2 separate regions of the Gossypium hirsutum genome follow, and region 1 is linked to region 2. Evidence: chromatin contacts called from public Hi-C data. All regions are on one chromosome and are shown on one strand. Each heading gives the region's core, a stretch centred on a gene start, on an enhancer-like site or on the middle of the called end of the contact. The rest is flanking DNA. Distances are from core to core; before and after follow the strand shown.

Region 1 (6,251 bases), core at 2,313-4,812, 220 kb before region 2:
CTTTTTGGTTTGCTGACATTGTTGTTTGAATGCAGACTGATGCTTTTTTCGAAACAAGTGTTCCCAATGTATATGCTGTGGGTGATCTAGCCACTTTTCCTCTGAAGTTATACAATGAATTGAGAAGGGTGGAACACGTTGACCATGCCCGGAAATCAGCTGAACAGGCGGTAAAGGTGTGTTTTCTCACTTAATTCATCCTTTTTGTGACCTGATCTTTTACACTTAAATATCGTCTAAATGTTACTTTTCCGGCAATTTTTGCAGGCTATCAAGGCAAGTGGGGAAGGGAAATCAGTTGACGAATATGACTACCTACCGTACTTCTATTCACGTTCCTTTGATCTATCATGGCAATTCTATGGTGACAATGTAGGAGATACAGTACTTTTCGGAGACAGCAACCCGAAATCACCAAAGGCGAAGTTCGGATCTTACTGGATCAAAGATGGGAAGGTGGTTGGAGCTTTCTTAGAAGGCGGCACTGCCAAAGAAAACCAAGCTATTGCAAAAGTGGCTAAGCTTCAGCCTTCAGTTCAGAGTTTGGAAGCTGTGAAACATGAAGGTCTTTCTTTTGCCTGTAAGATCTGATGGATTCACATACCTGCCATGCGGTTCCAACACAACTGGCTTTTGGTTTCCTTTGGATTGAGCTTATAACTATACTGTTTGCTTTGTTTTCTTTTGAATTGTGATTGATATGGATCATTTATATTCTCCATCATGAACTTTCAATCAGGTCATAAAATTTTAATTTTATCGCATTACATTTCTATTATTAATAAATTAGAAATTAGATTATATTACATCACTACTATTATTAATAAATTAGATTGATTGGTTAGTTATCTTTTACGTTAGAATTATTTAACGGAACTAGTGTAAATAACTTATTTATACTAATAGATGAAACTATATGATTAAATATGGCATTTTCTTGGCCTAGTGCTTGTTGCAACTTCAATGTCTACAATTTTTCCAATTTAGGCATGTTCAAGGATTAAATTATCTATCTAAATTTGAAGGCACATCTGAAATTTAAAAAGGTTTCGACAAAAATATTATATTCTTTGCTCGTTTAAAATGAATCTCAATTTAAAATGGAAACCCCGGTTATTATATAGATCATAAGCGATACGCAAATAGATTGAGTAATCTCCTTTATCCAAGGAAAAATATTTATAGTTTGCATGGTCCATCCAATCATTTGAAAATTTCTAAAATAAAATTATGTAAGTCATTGGTATAGTTTCCTAGCCATGATTCTGCTATTTACTTTTATTGAAAACTGAAAAAGAAAGAAGACTGAAACAGAGGAGAAATTGTATTCTCCTAATGGATAGCAAGCTTTACTTATCTCAAAAGTAAAATGGATAGCAAGCTTTACTTATCTCAAAAGTAAGAAAGATTATAATTGAATCCGTGGATCGTCATTTTTCAGTCATTCATTCTTTGAATGATAAATAACTACAAGTGACAGAGATTTAAGTTTCTAATATTTTAAGCTATTTTTACATATTTTGTAATTTATAACACAAATTAAATCTATAATAATATAAAATATTATAATATTAAATTATTAAATATTAGATTAAAAATAATATAAATATTAAAAAGCACACCCTCTAGAATTTTCCTACACTACATATCATCCAAACATGACTGTTTCTGTGTTGGACATATTAGACCATGAATATGAACAAATTTGATCACCAAATAAATATGAAAAAATTTTATAAGTTGGGACATATCAATGAATATTGTAGCATATTTGTTCATCCCAACATATATATGAAAAAGACTCGCAAAAAAAATTGCCATGAGATTCAAGAAAATCATCATAATAGACTATGGAAAATTCATTGCAACATTAAGTTTAAGCAAAAACATATGCCATTGTTCATCTAATCCCCGAATTGAAAACGAAAATAACGAAATTTTAGAATCTAAACTGGCCTTAAATTTGAAAAAAAAGAAGAAGAGAATTTCTGCAAAATACCAACTCTTTAATCAAAGAGACTGAATCCCATATCCTGCAAGAAATTGAACAAAACAAAAGTTAATTAGAACAAAAGTTAATTGAACAAAACATGTAATTGAGGTTAGGAGTGTTATTACATCATCGGATTCTTCTTTCTCTTCAACTTTCTCTTCTTTTTTAGCCTCGGCTGCAGCTGGAGCTGCAGCGGCACCGACACCAGGAGCAGCAGCTGCAACAGCAACACCACCACCACCAGATGGAACGGAGGCAAGCTTTTCCCTCCCGGATGCAATAAGCTCTGTTATATCTTTGCCCTTGACCTCAGATAAAAGAAGTTGAATCCTTTCATCTTCAGCTTCAGCACCAACTGTAAACAAAATCATATTTATGTAAATCTTTTGAAACACTGTCTATATACAGAATTGTTATATCCTTGTTTGATGGACAAAAAAGAAACATAGATAAGCAATGAAATTCACTCTACATCTTTGTTATCGGAATTGGCTAAATCAGAAATAGTTAAATGCTCAATTCGAGACTTAACCTTTTAGGATTGCTCGCATAAGGGTCAAACCTTTCAAAATGGTCATATAAGGGCTTTTCACGCAATTCAGCTAACAGCTAAATCAGATATTGATTGAAACAAAAAAGAAAACAATAAAGACAATTTGAAAACTGATATAGGACATTTGAAAAACCCTTATTTGAGGGCTTTCAAAACGGTTTGACTTTTCACTTGACCATTTTGAAAGGTTTGACCTTCATTTGAGCACTTCTGTAAATGTCAATTCAATCCCATTAATGTAATGACACCATTAGCATATAAATTAGTATAAGATTATTGAGTTTACCAAATTCAAATTTATTTATGAAACCAAAAAAGACTACCATATTGAATTATATAGAAGTAGCAAATTGCATTCTAGTATTCATTCATCGTACATTTCTCCAAACCAAACATGTTTTGAATTAAGGGGTTCAATATAGATGTGAAATCTCAAACCAATACACAAATACAGTACAAAGTTTATATTTTTATACCAAACCCACCTCATAATCAAATTGACATTCACAAAAAAACAGGTTACAACACAAGAAATCTAAACTTTTGGATCAAACCTATGAAAAAAGGTGCAAATACAATTTACAAACAAATGGATTACCAAGTGCAGAGATTGAAACAGATAAAAGGAAACATAGCAGTCAAATCAAAAAAAAAAAGAAGAAGGTGAAAATAGTTTACCAGAGCCAAGAATGGCCTTAAGATCATCAGCTGAAGGGGAAGTGTTGCCTCCCAAAACAGCCAACAAATAAGCAGCAACAACCTTCATTCTCTCTCTCTTCTATATAATTTCTGTAAAGAAAAACAACAATTAAGTTATAACTATAAAGCCAATGGAGGAAAACGAAAGTTTAAGCAAAGGAGATGAAAGAGAAGAAGAGACAAACCAGGGGCGGCTATGGAAGAAACCCTGGGTTTTCAAATGGAAATAACAAAGGCCGTGACAAGCTTTATATGATATTTGCAAATTAGGGTTTTAGGCTTAAAAGAGAAAATAAGATTTTCAAAAAGGGTAAACTAAAAGAAATAGTCATTTATATATGTTTTAAATTATGTTTTAGTCATCAAACATTAATTTGTTACGAAATGATCATTAACGTTATTCATTTTCTATCATTTTTGGTAATTGAGTCATCAATGATGTAACAAAAAATTGATTTGGTAGGTGTTCATAAGTTGGGTCAAATTAAATTATGATATTAACACATTTTATACATACTTAAGCTTGGCCTGACCAAAATATGAGTTAAAAATTTGCCCAAACTCATCTATATTTATAATTGGTTAACATAAGTCTATTTTAGTCTCGTCTATATCATTTTTTAAAAATTTTAAAATATTTTCAATTTAATATTTTAATAAATTTTTATATTTTTAGTTTATTAAAAATTAAATATACGCATCTTAAAGGTATTTTTTGATATTTACATTATAGTATTATATATTATTATAAATTTAGTTTTTATGTATTATAAATTATATAATAGATATAAATAACATACTATAATATAGTAAAACATAGAATATGAGCTAGATTTGGGCCTTGAATGTTTGAGCTACAGTCTGAGTTTAACCTATATTTTGAATGAGCTTAGATTTTTTTTTCAAGCCCGTTTTCAGACCTAATTTTTTTTTTCAAACTCTCGTAAATTTTAAGTAGACTTTCGAGCTTGGGCAGGTAACTAATTCATGAACAAGTTTAGTTAAATCACCATTTCAAACGAAATTTTTAGGTCAAATTGTACCTCTAATCCCTATATTTTTTCTTTTGAGTAATTTAATTGTTTTCTTTTAACTTCCCTTTTTTTTTCCAATTGATATCAACAAAATTTTTTCACTTCTCTTTATTTCCCTCTATTTTTTTTTCTTTACAAAAGATTTGAGGAATGTTATACCTCCTAGTCCTCGAACACATTTTTTTGAGCATCCACCCTTCGTAGACATCAAATACTCCTCAAATAACCCTTTGAGGGCAACTTCTAGCATATACTCCTCAACTACACACCCAAGTGGACCCCACACATTAACCATCACTTCTAACACAACTTTCATATCTTATTTGAAGTGCTTAATAATGTGTACAATCGTCACTCTATCTAGACCTATAGTGGCATAGTACTTGGGTAACTTGATTTGGGCTCACTCATTGGAAAGACAACACATGACACTTCAGGATCATTGTTAAGGGTATATAAACCTTTAGTCCATACTAAAAATGGGATATTCTCTATCTCTCTGATAGGGAATAAAGTGGAAAAAGAATTGTATTCAAATTGTTCGACTTGAGAAAAAAAGATTAAAATCTGACTTGTAAAAAAGAAATAAACAAATTTAGAAATAAAGAAAATAAAAACACTAAAAGAAGAAATTTGAGAACAAGTAATAAATAAAATAATAAATTAAAAAAATTAGAAAAAAAATAAAGTAGAAAATGTATCACACTCTATCTCTTCGGCCCTCCACCTTACCTTAAGCAAAGTAAACCACCCAACATCACTGTTTATAAACTTGGTTTATTGATTATTATTATTTTAAACCATCCACAAATTATAGTAAATTATTCAAACACAATTAATAAAACTAAACCTATATACAATTTCTAAAAATTAAAATTCAATACAAAATTTAATTCATATAAAGAAGTAAAAAAAAGTAAAATTTTAAACGAATATCTATCTTTGCACCTTTATGAGCATGAACTTCTCTCGATTGCGTTTCCTCTTTTTTATGTTCTTTGATTTGATGAATGTTCAAATATGCCAATTGTCGAAGCTATTTTTTTGGAAGACGGGAATCGATTTTGTTTGAAAATAAAAATTAAAAAGAGAGTCGTCACCGATCTTTATTGGGTATGATTGGATCACCTTTACTTTAATAAAATGTTTTAGTTTATTAAAACGGTGTTTTTGATCTACGAAACTCGAGAGAACAGGTTCGGGAGTTGGTTACGTGCGAGGAAGGATTAGCACCCTCGTCACGCCCAAAATTGGTACCGGGTTGTTAGTTAGTATCTTAATGTCGAAAGTTAAAAATCGGGAACAGATTTAAAATACGTTCGTTTTTATTAACGTCAATTTTAAAAATACTTGAATTAGATCAAAATATTGCTAAAGATTTCTTCGTCTCGAGATATCGGAGTATCATATCTCGTAAGTTAGGACGCGATACCATGAACTCCCGAGCGCAAATTTGTCTTTAATTTTAATTGAAATTTCATGTGTTTTGAAACTTAAAAGGATATTTGGCTATTTAGGTTTAATGAGAAAACTGAAACCCCATAAGTTACGGCACGATTCCTTGAATTTCCTAAAACACGAAATATTACCTTATTTAGAAAATTTTCTTTTTTGAAATATAGCGAGTATGACACTTCGCAATGTGAGTTTATTTTGTTTGGAGAAAAATGAAATAATCTATATTGGATAAATACATTAGAGCCAAATTCACGATGCAATGGCATGAAATAAAAATATAGTAATGAGCATGGAACAATGATACATGAATACAATATTATACAAGTGAGTGACAATGAGATGGAAATACGAATAAACAAATTATAATACATATAATGGCAATAATCACGTAACATATGTCACTTAAATTCCAATATTAACAATCGAAGAAAATGAAATAAATAAAATAATATAAAACAATTTCAAGTAAATAATAGTTTAAAATAAATAGTGTATAAGAACAATTCAAAACGAA
Region 2 (5,715 bases), core at 3,180-5,679:
ACAAAAAACCCAACTTTTGGACAAGTCCAATGGATCCATATTATTTTTATAAGGTTAATGCACTATTTAGGGCTTGGATTTGATAATTGTTCCCACATTGGGGCCTTAAACATTTTTTTTTATTCCTGAACTTGACAATCGTTCCGACATTGTGACCTAAAAATTTTTTGGGTCCAGCTTTTTGTTAAGGAAATATCAGGGACTAATTTGGACAAAAAAAGTTCAAGCCCTAACATGAGAATAATTTTCGTATTCAGAGGCTAACTTGGACTAAAAAAGTTTAGATCCCAATATGGAAAAGTCTTTAATTTCAGGGGCTAACTTGGATAAAAAAAGCTCAAGCCCCAATGTAGAAATAATCTTCAAGTTCAAATACTAACTTGGACAAAAAAAATTCAAGCCTCGGAAAAAATTACCAAGTTCAAGACTAATTTGAATAAAAAAAAGTTCAAACCCCAATGTAGTATCAATTGTGAAGTTCAAGTATAAATGTTGCATTAAACCCATTTTATACTTTTAACATATAACTTTGACAAACTAGTGTTTCGTACTTAAAAGTTTGAATCTTTCTAAAACTAAATACTTTTGTTTTTGTACGTGAAACTTTGATGGGTCTTACGTTTTTGCAATATTTGTATAGCAACTTTTACTTTTTTAAAGAGAGAAAAAAAGAAGAAGTGTTTTATATATATATATTGCTTGATTTGTAGTAGCGTACCAATAAAAGAAAACTCAAAAAAAGCAAGCCAATGCAAACATTGGAGAAATAGGTTTCCCAAGTTATTAGTACTCCTAATTATTTATCTACCTAGTTAGTCAAAAATCTAACAATGATCAATGTGTGCACCTTTGGATTTCCTTCCTTAATAGTTCTTTGCTTTCACTCACTAATTTAAACCAAAATTAAAAGAAGAAACATTCTCTCTCGCCGATTGAGTCTTAGCTCGATCGATTGATATGAGTATTGTTGCCAACGCAGAAGGACGTGAATTTGAGTGTACTAAAATATATTATATATCTTCCTATTTATATGTTAGAAAAGGGTTATGGACACTTATAGACATTATATCAAAAAAAATAAATATAATCAAAATCTATAATAAAATTATTAAAAAAAAAAACATTCTCTCAATATGAACCTTTAAAAGGAAAAAAAAATAGTGCTAATCCATTATTTTCTCCTTTATCAAAATGATTAGTGATGTTTTAATTTTGGACTCATTCTTTTAAATACATATATTTATGAAATATATTCTTAGAAGAATAAAAGATATAATCTTTTATATATATATATGAAAAAAATTGAAAATTTGCCTCACAAAATCCTGGGTTTGAATTATCATTGCACCTTTCGAATTTCAAATTTTAAATATATTTGTGTTTAATACTCAATCAAATCCAAATAACATATTAGTAGAAGCCATTGCTTTCCTTTATATAAATTATTTCAATCTATACTTGGATAAAGTTTTAAATTTAATTTCACAATTTTTTCAATTTTAAAAAATCTAATTCAACCATTGATGTCCATCAAAATTTGCTACCATTACATACCAACTCAATATATAAATTCGATAGAAGTAGATTTAGAGGAAATATACTAATAATATTAATGAAAAAATTAAAATTTTTAAATTGAATAAAATGTAAAATTTAAACCGAAATATAAACACTATATAAAAAAAAAATCTTTACTTACCAACCACAACAAATTCAATAGGAAAAGTTGAAGGAGGTGTCTTGAAGGAAAACTCAGGACCATATCCACCACACTTATAGTAATACATTGTTGATGGCTCCAATGGTCCAATCTTAACATGATGTATTTTTTCTGAACTGTAAAAGAAGTATCGATATAGAGTACTATCTCCCTCAATAATATTATTGTATTTCTCAGAAATCTTCCCATATTCCACTATTGATGGCACGTCTTTATCTTCTGTTATCCAAGTCACCCTCATGTAATCTTTGCCCGCAAAAGAAATATGTACCTGAAAAAGGAAGATGAAAAATATTAATACATGAAAAGACGTGAGAAAATAATGAATAATAGACAATATCAACCTGTTGAGGGTCGGATTTGGATCGACGATGTGGAGTATCGATTAATTGTCAAGGAGGATATCGAATATAATGGATTTGTAATGTGTACGTGGTTTGAGAGATGAAGAAGATCATTGTTAAAAGGAGATGCAAGGAATGCTTAGGCCATGGTATTGCCATAATCTTTTAGTTGTTTAAGGTAGGATGTTCCTGAATTGGAGTCTTCAGATTTATTTATAACAAGGAATCTTTGAGCTGGTTATATATACATATATATATAATATACATACATACATATATATATAATATGTTTGTATGTATAAGATTTAGATGGCGTCAAGTAAACCAATTGGAAAATTTCTCAATATACTTGCAGCAAATGACAAGTGTAGAGCCGGTTCTTTAACTTTGATTGTTTGTATGTATATATAAAATATGTATATCTAGACAACTGCCTGAAGAAGGGATACGACATGGTCACCAAACATGCAATTCAAGAAGCTATTCAAACATGAAGAGAAACTTCATATACAGGGACAAATAAGGTCCCAATACATACAAACGTATTTAAATATCAAATTTTTAGTACTAGTTTAAATCTATATATAAACGTAAAAATTATTTTATTTTATTTTATTTTTCATTATTCTATCATGCGAAAAAAGTTATATTTTCATTATAAAAATCACAGATTAAATTAGTCTTTTTACTATTTAATGTATTTTGAATTAGCAGAGTAGCTTCTAAAAGCTTCCTTTATTCTTTGTTTTTAAGAAGCCCCCCCTGTCTTTCTACATGTCTAAACTTGTCTTCTTTATCTGTTTTTTTCCCCTTTTAATTACTTTCCGCCCCTTCTTTTATACCAACTGGAACCATCATTCTACTTGAATACAAAGCAAAAAAGAACAAATCTATGTCTAAGAGTAACATAAGCACATGTAGTAGTAATTCCAACATGTTCAATCTGCAGTCGACCTTGTAATAACCTTTATCCCTTTCTTTCATGTATAGGCCAGCCGAAAGAGTCCTGGACAGCTATTGCCCTAATTATAATCCCCTATATATAGACCATATAGGGTTGCTCCTACAAAATATTACTCACAAAACAAGTATCATTTGCCATCATCCACCTGCTTGTTTCTCCACTAATAAGATAACCAGTTTTATATTAGTGATCTTTAATGCCATGCGTACGTAAATACATACATATAATTTGTGTCAATTACAGTGGTTTCTTTTATCCTAAAACCCCATTGGTTTTTTAACTGGGTTTCAGGGGGGCATTACAGGCAAGTTGAAGGAAGTTTGGATAGTCATGGAAAAGCTGAACTTAGAGCTATACATGAAGAACTGTTACATACTGAAAGAGAATGAGAGGTTGAGGAAGAAAGCAAAGCTTCTCAACGACGAGAATCAAGCGCTATTATCTGCGCTTAACCAAAAATTCTCCAACCCCACCTACTCTAAGCCAAAAAATTCAGCCATTACCATTACTGACCACCTCAACCTCAGCTTCAATTCTAACCCAAGTTCTTCCTATTATAACAGTGGCGAACCTATAGACATCAAGACCCCAGATATGGACCCAAGTTCTTCCTATTTCCATCATTTTTGTCATATAGTATTACCATTGTTCTCTCTTTAATTGGATAATGGATCCATTAATGTTGATAGTTTACAGGGGGAAAAAACAAACTTAATGGTTCAGAATCACTACGAGTTACTAGTGAGTTTCATTAAATTATCATAGAACACTATATTCTGGACTAACAACTCAACTATCTTCATGCATAGATTTGAAAATTGAGACGATACCGAAAAAGTATTAATCAGACATAATTTGAAAGTACAGCTTCTTCATGGCTCTTTCTCAGAAATCGAGTTTTCAAATTGAAAAAAAATATCGCCGTTGCCGGGGATCGAACCCGGGTCACCCGCGTGACAGGCGGGAATACTTACCACTATACTACAACGACCTTGTTGCTTTTGAAAAGAAGTATATATCTTTTGGTAAATAAATTAAGGGTTTAGGAACTCTTTATTTAACTCAAAAAATTTTCACATAATCCCATCGAACACTTATCTCTAGAGATAAAATTGTTTAGAGTGGTAACCACGAATTCTAAATACAAATCGTAAAATAAATATGAAAAATATATAAAGAAAAAGAAAGAATAGTAATATCCCATTTGATAAGTTGATAATGTACGCTTACTTTCTAACACTACTTGTTTAGTCTAAAAACTTTACTCGTGACATAGTAAATATTTTCTCATATTTAATATGTTTTTATAATTAAAATTTAATAAACATTTTATTAAATTACCGAAAACTCGGCAAGTCGGGCCGGGTCTAATCAGCGCCCAATAAATTCCATTAACAAGCTTAAAAATTGGAAACACAAAAAGATTCCACGGAAAAAAATTAGTAATTTCTAGATAGCCACAAAACAAGTCTTTGTAGCTTTAACAAGAAATGGCCAAAGAATTCACGGTGCCGCCGGTGGTCTTCCCCTCCGGCGGCGGAGTCAACCCTTCCGTCGGAAACATCAACCAACGCCGGGTACCCACTGCGCCATTCCAACCCTCACGCCCTCCTTCCTCCTCTTCCGCTTTACCCTTCATGTCTTTTGATATGGGTTCGGCCACATCGTCGTCGGTATCCTTAGGCGGTTCAATCTCCTCCTCCGCAGCAACCGGATCCGCTTCATTCGAAGACGAAGAGCCCCTTCTCGATGAACTCGGTATCCACCCGGATCAAATCTGGTACAAGACCAGATCCATCCTCAACCCTCTCCGGGTGAATCCGACGGCCCATAAAGACTCCGACTTATCAGGCCCTATCTTTCTCTACTTATCCCTCTGCTTATTCCAACTCCTCGCTGGCAAGATCCAATTCGGCGTCATCCTTGGCTGGATCGTCGTCTCCTCGATTTTCCTCTATGTCGTTTTCAATATGTTAGCGGGTCGCAACGGCAACCTAGATCTTCATACGTGTACGAGCGTGGTTGGTTATTGTATGTTACCGGTGGTGATCTTCTCTGCAGCATCGCTTTTTATTCCCCAGGGGACTAGCGTTGCTAGGTACGCCGTGGCGGGGATTTTCGTTGTTTGGGCCACTAGGGCTTGCACCAATTTAATGGTGGCACTTGCTGATGGAGGTGAAGAACATCGCGGCCTTATATCGTACGCTTGTTTCTTAATCTACACTTTGTTTTCGCTTCTTGTTATATTTTAATTGAAGTACAATTTGCTTGTATCTAGGGTTAGGTTCTTTTAGTGGATACTAATTGCTATGTATTCTAAAGAGGTTTTCTTTTTTTTCTCTTTTTTGGTTGAATTTTGATATCTACAATGTTGAACAGAACTGAAATTTCATAGAAATTTGCCTTTTTAGCTCAAAGTTATTACTCGGTTTGTATTGAGCTCTTTTTCACTTGACATGGATATCTATATGATCTTTCAAATGTATCCTAATTTTTTTAGAAAAAATTATTGAGCATATTTGTGTTTGACATGAACCCGAATCCCAAGTCCGACTAATATAGAAAAATATAAACTTGTTTGAGGACTTGAAATAGGCTTTTACTTTCTTCATTATTATTCGATCACGTGAATTTTGGATTTAATTCATGATCAAGCTCCCCGAATCCTGAGCCTGAGTAAGATAGAA

What was found. A called contact is a pair of places that touch in the nucleus more often than the background predicts.
Region 1: a Hi-C map of leaf shows a contact between it and region 2, with 4 times the contacts expected there. The contact joins the promoter of LOC107925548 here to the promoter of LOC107925684 in region 2. A contact is called at or near these places in 2 of 34 Hi-C or Micro-C datasets (both in leaf).

The regions. Positions count from the first base shown.
Region 1 is chrA01:116,923,351-116,929,601 of Gossypium_hirsutum_v2.1, reverse strand. It overlaps LOC107925548 (60S acidic ribosomal protein P2A), which reads right to left and starts at 3,562. Exons shown (of 4, transcript XM_016856270.2): 1 at 3,431-3,562; 2 at 3,225-3,335; 3 at 2,119-2,348; 4 at 1,826-2,033. The coding sequence starts at 3,312. The coding sequence ends at 2,007. It overlaps LOC107925660 (monodehydroascorbate reductase), which reads left to right. Exons shown (of 10, transcript XM_016856370.2): 9 at 36-176; 10 at 268-764. The coding sequence ends at 591.
Region 2 is chrA01:116,706,419-116,712,133 of Gossypium_hirsutum_v2.1, reverse strand. It overlaps LOC107925684 (protein YIPF5 homolog), which reads left to right and starts at 4,429. Exons shown (of 1, transcript XM_016856399.2): 1 at 4,429-5,445. The coding sequence starts at 4,519. The coding sequence ends at 5,280. TRNAD-GUC (transfer RNA aspartic acid (anticodon GUC)) reads right to left here and starts at 4,019; the gene lies at 3,948-4,019. LOC107925599 (purple acid phosphatase 22-like) reads right to left here and starts at 1,961. Exons shown (of 4, transcript XM_041096162.1): 1 at 1,700-1,961. The coding sequence starts at 1,961.